2 separate regions of the Ovis aries genome follow, and region 1 is linked to region 2. The links are chromatin contacts, called in public Hi-C maps. All regions are on one chromosome and are shown on one strand. Each heading gives the region's core, a stretch centred on a gene start, on an enhancer-like site or on the middle of the called end of the contact. The rest is flanking DNA. Distances are from core to core; before and after follow the strand shown.

Region 1 (4,897 bases), core at 2,144-4,643, 110 kb after region 2:
GGTGGGGATGTGGTCACCGGTCACCAGGTTCTTGTCTGGTCCTGCACTGGGCAGCTGCTTATTCTTCATCTTGGCTTTGGCCATGTTGTAGTCTCCTGAGTCAAAGTACTTTTGCTAAGAGACAAGAGGGAGGTTTACGTGAGTGAGGAGCTCTGGTCTTCCTCAAAAGCCAGGAGACTCAGGTCTACCATAAACCCTATAAACCTGCATCCACACTCAGATCTTTCAAGTCTTTTTTGATTAGCCTCATGTATACACAGCTTAGTATTAACTATATTTATGCTTTCTCCCCAATGTCTTCTGACTTTTTCACATTTGTAAGCAGTTTCCCAGCTAGGGTGTATATTTTTGGAGTTAAGAGATAGCTCCTATAGCCTTTTACAGCTCCATGAGTCCACAATGTTTCAACCATATTGCTGACTTTAATCCCAAAGGTTTATATAGGACCTATTAGCCTCCAATGGGCTTGGTGCTGGGGAAACAGTAATGAATAAGATATATAAAGGGTCAACCTGGGGCTCTCAGTAGATGATCAACCTCAAGCTAACAACCTCAAAACAAGAAACTGTTCTCTCAGACTATGAATAGAAACTGGGCTTGTTTCTGAGGATAATGTACTTTCCTCCTACTCCAACCACTCCCACACATGTTCCATGGCTGGGAGAGCCTGCCTACGCCTGTCTTGCTTACAGCAAGGTAAGCTGCAAATCAGCATCACTTCATCATCTGTGACTAAGACTCAGTAACTGGGATTCTCCACAGAGATCTGTTTCCCTCTCCATTTCATCTGCATAGAGAAATACACTGCAGGTTAACGACTGACAACCCCTCAGTCAGCTTTAGGTACCTCTGAGGACTGAGGAACCCGAAGAGGAGCTAGAAGGCTATGAAGGTAAGACTCTCCCTTGGGAGAAGGACCACTCTGGACTTTTCCAGTGAGTCTCTTCAGGCACCATAGTTAATGGCTGGTGCTAACTTCAAGGGCCTGAAGAAATCATTTCAAGTTGAGGAAATCTGTAGGACAGATTTCTGGGCCTTTCTTCGGAAATGATGCACCTCAAAATTTAGCTCTAATCCTACATCTGCAGTCCTAAAACTCCCACCATCCAAACAGGCAAACATCTGGAGGCTGTCAGCATTCCAGACTCTGACATCCTTCCCTCACTCTTCCAAGGCCATTCCTACATGCCCCTCCATTAAGCTTTAGTATCCTGAGGGAAATCAGAAAATAACTGATACCCTTTCAGGAATTTACAGTATTTGCCTTGGGTTTGTGGGTTTTTTTTTTTTACCAAGTTTCTAATTTTTCTTTACTACTTCCCAACAACAAAACCTTCATATCAGTGTTCAGCAGAACTTCCACAGATCTCATCCCTAAAGCCCCTTTGGTTCCAAAGTAAGAGGGTAAGAGATTGTGCTCCATACCCCTTTCTGGAGTCTCTTCATGAGGAAGTCGGAGCCTCCAGGCTTTTGTCCCAGGCTTGGATATTTGGCTTTTAGCTTTGCCTCCTCAGCTTTCTCAGGGAGAACACCTTCTTTCTCTTGGGTGTCCTGGAGGAAACAAATGGGGCCAGTAAAATTAAACACTGAGAAGCAATGCTTCCAATATCTGCTAACTTTTACACTATTACCTTTTCCTGGAGATCTACCCATTTGTAAACATGCTATTCACACTCTTAAATAAAGCCAGACCTTTGTTCAAATCCCTGAAGCTCAAGATGACTGTATTGTGAGAAAAAAATATAAGTGTGACTGTTTGTCACACTACACCTAGGGAACCACCCCAGTGACCTGTGAGTACTGAGTTAAAGGTAATACTGAAGAACAATACTTTAATCAAAGAGCAAGCAGTAGCTCACTTAGAACAGAAGCTAGGAAAGACAGAACAGAGCTAGCAGGGATTCTGGTGATGCAAGATTAGTAGGGAGATCTCCAGCTGTCTGTAAAATACAGTACAGGTCAAATGGGAAATTGAAAGGGATAACTGTTGAGATGTTCCCTCCTAAGCTAGGCTTTTGATAAATCTCTCTATGGAGGCTAGCTCTGTGGCCTTCTCCAGAAAGCACCTTAGCAATGGTCAGTAATGGAAAGCAATAATGGACAGCATTGTTTCCATAAACATTGTAGTAGGAAGGTGACAAGTAAACAGAAATTAATCTCAGGAAAATTAAGATATAGTGGGTTCACTAGTACTTACCCACCACCTCTGTCAAAAAATCAACACCTTCCCTAGTGATGGAGGTTTGGGAACAAGCCAAGAGCCCAATTAACTTGCAGGGTCTCTTACTGTTGTTGTTACTCTCTGCCTCCCTTTTTTGTGGGCCCTGTCGCCCTCTTCTTTGACTTTTTAAAAAAGGACATGAAGCCAATTTGTGGTTCTTTTTAGTGGAATTGCATTCCTTTGCCTTGAAAACCTGGCCCATATATAACCCAGGGGTATTTAATGAACCCGAGTCCAGTACTAAATGTTATAAATCAAATACAAAACACCTACAGAAGTTGCCGTGTTTTCATCACAGAATTGCGGGTGAAATAAGTCCCCACTATCTTAGAAGTCGGGGGGAAATATGGTGGCGTCTTTCTTTTCATGACTCTCTAGGGGTCTTTCCTAGGTTAATCTCCATTATTCTGTTTGAAACTCTAGCCCTCTTCAATTTTGTAAGGTCCTCTTTGAAGGTGGGCCAACAGACCATCTCCAGCTATCAAAATATCTCTTTGAGAAAGTTGCAGTCTTAAATTAGCCATGATAATTACTCTTCTCCCTTCCCCCGGTGCTGACCCCTTTTTAAACGTCTATATCTTGACCTGTATCTTTAGGATACAGAATGCAGGACCCAGCCTGGCTGTTGGTTCATTTTACCCCTACTAACCTATAACATACATCTCATCCGGAGACCACCAACCCCCTTTCATTCACCCACTCTTTTCAAACACCCGCCCCACGCTCAGATTCGGCCAATTACAGCACAGCTTCAATAGGCCTAGCAGTAGGTCTACTGACCAATCAGGAAGGGTACTATACTGATTGACAACCCAGCCAACTAACCAGAGCCAAAGCAGCAGGCCCTGTTGAAACTCACCCTGCATGACGCAAGACGTGGCCAACCCCTGCAGAGCCCGAGACCATGGCGACCAATCCGCACTGGTGGGAGACCGCCTCCCGCCCCATCACAATCGCCCCCAACTCGCCCACCGCACCCCCTCCATTTCACCTGCTTCTCCTCGCCGGTCTCTTCCGTAGGGTTCTCCTCTTCTTGTTTCTGGGACATGCTGGGACCGGGACTGTGGAGTGTGGGGGACCCGGGAAGTCAGCCGGAGAAGGGAAGGGGGAGGGGAAACGGGACAACCAGCACTGCTTCTTCAGCTCCTGTCACTAGGATTGCTCAGTCAAAATGGCGGCCCTTGCCTGTGACGTTGCGACCGCCCCTTCCTATGGGAGCCAGTGGGAGCTGTGGATAGGGCAATGACGTAACGATCTACCAATAGTTGCTGGCTAAATGTGGGTTCTATGGAGGCGACGGGCAAGCTGGAACGCCGATCTGGGAAGAGAGTGACTCACAAGGACCAATTGGAAGCACGTGGGGGAGGTTAAGGGGTGGTGCTGGTAGCTTTGGCATTTTCGCTCCTTTCGTGGGGGTCAGACTTTCTGCCGCCCTACCTCGTCGCCCCCAGGGGGCTTTTCTGAGCTTCGAATTGGAGAGCGAAAGGCTGGAAACCTTTTATTTCCAGGTGAAGAGGATTAAGCTTCGCGCAGTAGCAGAAAATTATCAATCTCCAGAAAATAATAGGAAGGTCAGAGTGGACTTTAAAGTGGTCCTCCTCACTCTTCCAGTGTGTCATTTAGGGTGTGGAATGGAGAGACTGAATGGTCCAGCAGAATATGGATGGCTTACGTTTCATCGTTTAACTCTTAACGTACAGTTTTTTTATTCGTTCAGTGCCATCCCATGGAAACTGAGCTCCTTGAAACAGCACAGGTCTAGGTACATGGTAAACACTGCGTAAATACTCGCGAACATATTGAGTGTTTGAAGATGGTACTGTTTTAGTTTTACAAGGAATATATATGTAGTAAGGCAGTCTTTGCCATAGAGGGTTTTCACAGTATGCTAGGTGTACCCAAATCTTCGAGATTAAAAGAGACTCATCTTCCTAGAGTGTTAGTTAAAAAACGTCATTTTTATATTAAAACAGTCTAATACTAACACTGAAGAATTGATATTAAATTTTAATTTTCCAGGGAACCTGTTGTGGCAGCTTTAGGGCTATCTGTTCATTTTTCTGTATAATTAAGTACATTTCTAGTGGGAAAATCTGAGAATCTTAGAATACACAGATTATTATACAAGGCAAAATCTGGTCAGCTTGAAATTAAAATGTTAATAAAGTGGTAAAGGGGTTCAAAGGAAAGTTCACATTCAGCAAATGGCAACCCACTCCAGTATTCTTGCCTGGAGAATCCCATGGACAGAGGATCTTGGCAGGTTACATACAATCCATAGGGTTGCAAAAGTTGGACAGGACTGAGCGACTAAGCACCCTACCCACCCCACCCCCCCCCCCGCCCGACCCCCCACCCCCCAAGAAAAGAAGACTTAATGATGGAGCTGTGTATTTGAAATCAGCTTTAATTTTGCCAGGTAAAGGTGATGGAAGGACATTCTAGGTGATGGGGTCAGTATGAAAGCTAGAAAACTAGAACTGAGTCCAGAACATGGAGGGCTTGAGTGTCAGGATAAGAAACCAGTGGATAATTTAGTTATCTAGGAGGGATATTTAAGGCTTTTAGGCCAGAGAGTGGCAGATCAGAATTGTTCTTAAGGAAGATTAATCTAGTGGTAATGAATAAAAAATCATTTAGAATTCCAAACAGAAAGATACTAGAGGGGGACAATCT
Region 2 (5,445 bases), core at 427-2,926:
CAGATAATGCGAAGTTGTTACTAAGGTTCTTGGTGCTCACTGTAAAATCATAGACAGAGAATCGGTGGGTGCGGCATGAGTACACTGGTACCACTTAAAATTCAGTGATACAACATCAGAAATTGAGTCCTTAAATATTCTGTAAAAGTTTACTCTTCAGTCAGCTTAGATTCAACCTCTATCCTTGCTCCCATTTGCCCTCCCAAATTTTGTTGAGAATAAACAGAATTTGGTTTGTTTCCAGGGAGGGTAAAATGATAAGAGAATAGGCCTTTCATCCTTTCCAGTCCCAGGAATACAATGTTTGTGATGTATATGGTACAGCAAACCTATCTAGATAATGTGAATATGCTAAAACTCCTAATTGCAGAATATTCACTATCAGTCCTGAAGTTACTGGTTCATGCAGAAGTAAGCTTCAGCTGTTACTGTTTTGAAGCCGCTGTAAATTACTGCTTTTTCTCCTTTTTGCCTCCCCTCTTCCCCCCCTTTTTTTGAATGGGCTGGGGTGCCTGTTAAGATTTAAATTAGATATGTTGGATTGATATTCTCACGTGTTCAGTGTGGAAAACAAAACAAGTACATGCTTTAGAGGCAACATCAATGAAATCCTTTTGAAATGTGTATTAATATCATTTAATAAAATAACTAGTTCTAAAGGTTTGACATTTTTCTTTGAGATTTGGGTCTTTGACCAAGGGCCCCTGGCTTCTCTGGTGAATGCAAATAGGAGGGAACTTCTCCAGAAGCTGAAACTGCTGCTTTGAGGAACAGGCCTGTTGTTGGAAAGACCTAAGTTTTCTCCAGCAAAGACCCTACATGACTGTCCAGGGCTGAAGGTGAAACCAGCTACAGGAATGCAGGAAGAAAAGCCTGAATATATCTCTGAAGATAACAGTTGTATTTGCTTTTGGTCTAAACATGCAAGGAGGGTAGAGGGGCTGGTGTGTGTGCACCTGCACAGGTCTGAGGCAAACACACGCCAGAGACCCCCCATCTCAAGCCTGCCTTGCGACCGCTTGCGCTTTCCTCTCTTCCAGGCATTCCTTTTTTTTTTAAATCTCTTTGCCCCCAATATTATGTTTTTGTTTTCCTGTTTAATAAAGTATGGTTTCCTTTGTTGTGTGGTTGACTTTTCCCCTCTCTGATCTTGTCCAGCTGTCCGCTTTGACTTCCACAGTCAGTGTCACTGAAGGCATTCTGAGCTTCTTAAGATCTTTATGGCCTTGTGGGTTTTGTTTAGTCCTTTATGGCAGTTCAATTTTGGACAATGGGTGGGGCAAGATCAAGATGTTCAGGGAGTGGTTGATAATGAAGTGGGTATACTGTATGGATGATAATTTTGTACATCTTCCCAAAAAATTGTACGATTGTGAGCAAAAAAGTATTTTTAAAGCATGAAATTGGGGCAGTGGCAGTCAGGATCCTTCTGGACAATTCTTTGCCCACATCTACCCTTCTCACATATTGCCAGTAACAAGCCACACTCAACCCCTCTCTCACCCCATCCCTTTTCATGACCCAGTGAGGCTTAATAAATGTTGGCTAAAGGGGTAAAGAGAGTCATTGCATCTAGACCAGGCCTGGATCCCTGGCAGGGTAGAAGGCCCTAAATAGCAGCCTTGAATATGTGAAACTGCACGCATGTCACCAGACACTTCAGAAATAGCACAGTCTAGGAACACACCCAGCAGGTAGGGGTGTACACTGTACTGGCCGCTTCTGGAATCTGGCTCACCCTAACTTCCTGGTCCCCACTTGGGGCCTTGACTTGCCACCTGATTCCTGTCCCCATCCCAAGGAAGTAACAGCTTTTAGAACTCACTAGCCTTTCTGGGCATGTTGAAAATACACAACTTCTATAAAATTGTTTTATTTGGGCCAATATAGTATAGAAGGAATGAGTTGCCCCCTCATGTATGTAGGCAGAGTATGTTTTAGGGTATGGAGGTGTTTCTCATACTTGATTATGAGTAAACTGTATAGGCAAGTCCGGTCAGCTGCTGTTCACAGTTGCTGAGTAATAACTCATTCAGGTTGCAAGAGGGACACCCATGAGATGGCTCTTAAGTAAACATCCTGCTCTACCCCCATGTAGAAGTAGAAAGAAGCACATGTGCTTTAAAGGAAAGAAGCAAGTGCCATGTAAAATTATTTCTGACAAACTAGGGGCTGGGGGAGGACAGAAGAAACAATACTTAGTTACAAGTTTGAGGGGAACCGGATAAGAAGGCTGAGATCTATTTGGAAACTGATAATTGCAGTTACCCTATCCTTTTCCTTTATCACTGTGGCAGGAGTCAAAAGTTGAGAACACAGATGTGGGTGGAGGGGCTAGTGAGCAGTGCCAACAGAGGAAACAAACAGGCTGCAGTTTGTGTTTGACTCAAAACGGTGTTGACTAACCCAGCACACCCTGGATCTGGGGTTCTTAGCAAATTAGATATTCCAACATTCCTTCCTTTCCCTTCCCCACTGGATCCCTTTCTTGAGAATTAAGTCCTCTGTCACCTAATTTGTGGGAAGGAGGAGATAAGACTTGAAACTTCCTACATTTTTCTTGGGGTGTTTCAGTTGGAAAGTGTAGAAAGGAGATGGGTTTCCTCCTCCCCTGGCTAGAAATCCTTTGCACCTACATAAGGCAGTACTCAAGGTCTCATGTTTTCTAGGCGGCCAATCGTTGCCAAGGGCAGTAGCGATTAGTAAAGTATTACGTTGGAATCTTGGATTTTCGGTAGTGGGCCATATAGTTGTACAGATAATATCTAGGACCTTCCTTCAAGGTACTTAAGTCTTTGTTTTTGCTACTTTATTTCAGCATCGAACTTAAGTTGACACTGGCTCCTGTGTTCAGGAGATTTCATGTTTTCTTGAACTGACCAACCAGGGTCATTTAAAAGGCGTGGTGGCTGTATTTCTCTCGTACCGACTCAAGAAATGTCTTAGGAAAGGACAATCTTATTAGAGACTTTTTAGGGGAGCCCAAGGTTTTGTTTTCAATTTATCCCCATGCTCTGGCTAGAATGTCTCCCCCTCAATTTACTCAGCGAAGTTGGCTGGACTATCTCTGTAGTATATTTAAAGCAAAGTTAAAGTTTGGCCCCATCCTAGATCTTTATTACTAAGGGGGGAAAGATTTTTTTAACCTAACCTCCCCACAGCACCTACTGTAGCTTTAGCCACTCTGCTAGTTCTTTGGGCCTCAAAACCATTTGGTGGCAATGATACAAAGCTTTCTTGTATTTTACCTTCTTATATTTCTCCTTTTTCCCTCAATATCTTCTACCGCTTTGGTGTAGGGAAATTTTGCTTCTAAGAATGAAAATTTGGAGGTATGTGTTGCTCTTGATAACAAGAGGGAAATGTACTGTACTTTTCCATGGAGAGAATTTTTACAAACAGTTAAAGATGATAAAAACAATACCTGCTCAACCAAAGCTGTAACTAACAGGATGTCTATTCTAAGAGTGGAGTAAAGCTGAGAGTTTTCTCAAAATTGATTCAGGGTCTAGTGTACCCTTTTCTGAGGAGTTCTTTTCCCTAGACTTCTATGAAACCTTCTGGCATTATTTCCTAAACTCTGCTTTTTTCCTTAACCTTAGACTAGTAGAGGTTATTTGGTAAGACGCCTCTTTGCCTGTTTTCTTGGCTTTTTATTAACTTTCTCTCCACCCTATTAAAGGCCTCTTAGGGCCCAAAGGCTCCTAGTTCTGTTCCCTGGAGAGAAAAAAAAAAGATGAGCTACCAAACATGATGCATGGTGGTGATCCTGGTCCCTGTGAGACAGCATAACGTGTTATAACACTGGTCCTGCATTCAGATGGAGTGGGGCTTGACTTCTTTGAGAGTCATTTTCAACATTTTGAAGGGACTGTAAGAACTACTACTTGGGGTTCTCGGAATTCAGTGAGATAGTGAAGCATGGCACTTGGCACATAGTGGGTTGTTGAGTAATATTCTGGTGGAAGGGAGGAGCAGTTTTAGCAACAGATATTTCCCCAGCAGGCTAATTGGCTAAAATTCTGAGGCTGAGACGTGCTAGTCACAGATCAGAAGTTGTGAAGACCCAGTGGTTAATGTGTTGGCCTTCGCTAGCTTACTCTTGCCTGCTTGCTTGCTGGCTTGCTTGTGACACAGGCAGGAATGGAATAACAACATTCCTTCCTTCACTGCAAACCAGATCACGTAAGTGATGAAGTAGCAGTTGATTGGCATCCCGTAGCACCCAGCTCAGTGCATCGCACATAGCAAGTAGTCAGTACATGTTTGAGGGATGAGTGCAGGCAGCTATTGTCTGTGACTGTAATTAATCTACTTATCCCACTATCCCTCTACTATCCTCCCAAAGCAGAATGGTTAAAGGTGTGTGTCAGTATACAAGTCCTATGGGGTTTCAAGTCGGTACAGTGGTCGGTATATTCTTAATTATTTATGATTATTTATGGAGTAGCTGCCATTTTGTTGCATGCAGTGTGACACTTCCCTGTCCCTTTTGGCGCAGAGCCATAGGAAGAGTTCTGCCTGCTGCCACACTTCCTGATTGCCATTTAAAAAGTCTCCCAACCTTCTCCCAAACTCACACACATACAAGTCATCTTCCTCTTCCACACTCTTGTCTATTTCTTTTTGTATTTCAGGGTGTCTAACGTGCCAGAAGATGGAGCCAAGATCCGGAGTGGTGCCTGTGACTCAGATCAACTGCTGCCTCTCCAGACAGAACCTCTGGAAACTTAGATTAAACACCTTTCTATGACAGCTCTTCCTCCACAATGCTTGATAACATCACCATTGGAAACTTGAGAACCTACACCAAGCATCCCCACCCCCAGGTGAGGGGACTAATGGGAATTACTAAGAACCTCACATCTGTCCCTAAATCCATTTCCCTCATACTTTACAAATCTGGTTGTGTTTCAATTTTACTATAGAAAACAAATCAAATACACCTAGTCCTGTGTTCTGGATATAGCAGGGAGGGCTAAAGGAGAGCTAGGATGGGAATTAGAGGCAGTCTTGGTTGGAAGCAGAGAGCTAAGGTTCTAGGGTTAGGCACTTCTTTCTGAGCTGTTGGAGGAATGGTATTGGGAGTAAACTCTTATTACCAGAGAAAGTCTGTTGTGGTAGAAGAATGTGAAACTTGGATTCAGAATCCAGCATCAGTTGGCATTAAACCACTTACCTTCTCTGACCTTAAATTCCTCATCTGTAAGATTAAGGGGTCTCTAAAGGGCTCTCTTTAAGCACCATGAGTATGAAGGGATGCCAAAGAATGCCTTCTGCAGATTCTTTGCTCTAGCCCCAAAGTGGGTATGTTCATTTATTCTCATAGCTTGTCACTAGTGTTGCCCATTACTATGTACTGTGCAATATATTAGACAATATAAAATTAACCTTAATTCAGAATTAGAACTATTATTCCCATTTTATAGATAAGAAAATTGAAGT

Evidence for each region. Hi-C and Micro-C count contacts between places; a contact is called where the count stands out from the background.
Region 1: a contact with region 2 is called in a Hi-C map of mixed tissues, with 3 times the contacts expected there. The contact joins the promoter of ENSA here to the enhancer-like site in region 2. A contact is called at or near these places in 6 of 16 Hi-C or Micro-C datasets (blood, mixed tissues, muscle and 2 more).

The regions. Positions count from the first base shown.
Region 1 is chr1:100,620,227-100,625,123 of ARS-UI_Ramb_v3.0, forward strand. It overlaps ENSA (endosulfine alpha), which reads right to left and starts at 3,394. Exons shown (of 4, transcript XM_004002459.6): 1 at 3,213-3,394; 2 at 1,426-1,551; 3 at 1-114. The coding sequence starts at 3,269.
Region 2 is chr1:100,512,180-100,517,624 of ARS-UI_Ramb_v3.0, forward strand. It overlaps RPRD2 (regulation of nuclear pre-mRNA domain containing 2), which reads left to right. Exons shown (of 13, transcript XR_006059923.1): 12 at 4,638-4,829. Among named protein-coding and RNA genes, the nearest start is that of TARS2, 3.3 kb to the right of the region's middle. Within about 2 kb of position 1,677, at least 8 of the 54 cell types and tissues checked have an H3K27ac peak or open chromatin away from gene starts, as enhancers often do.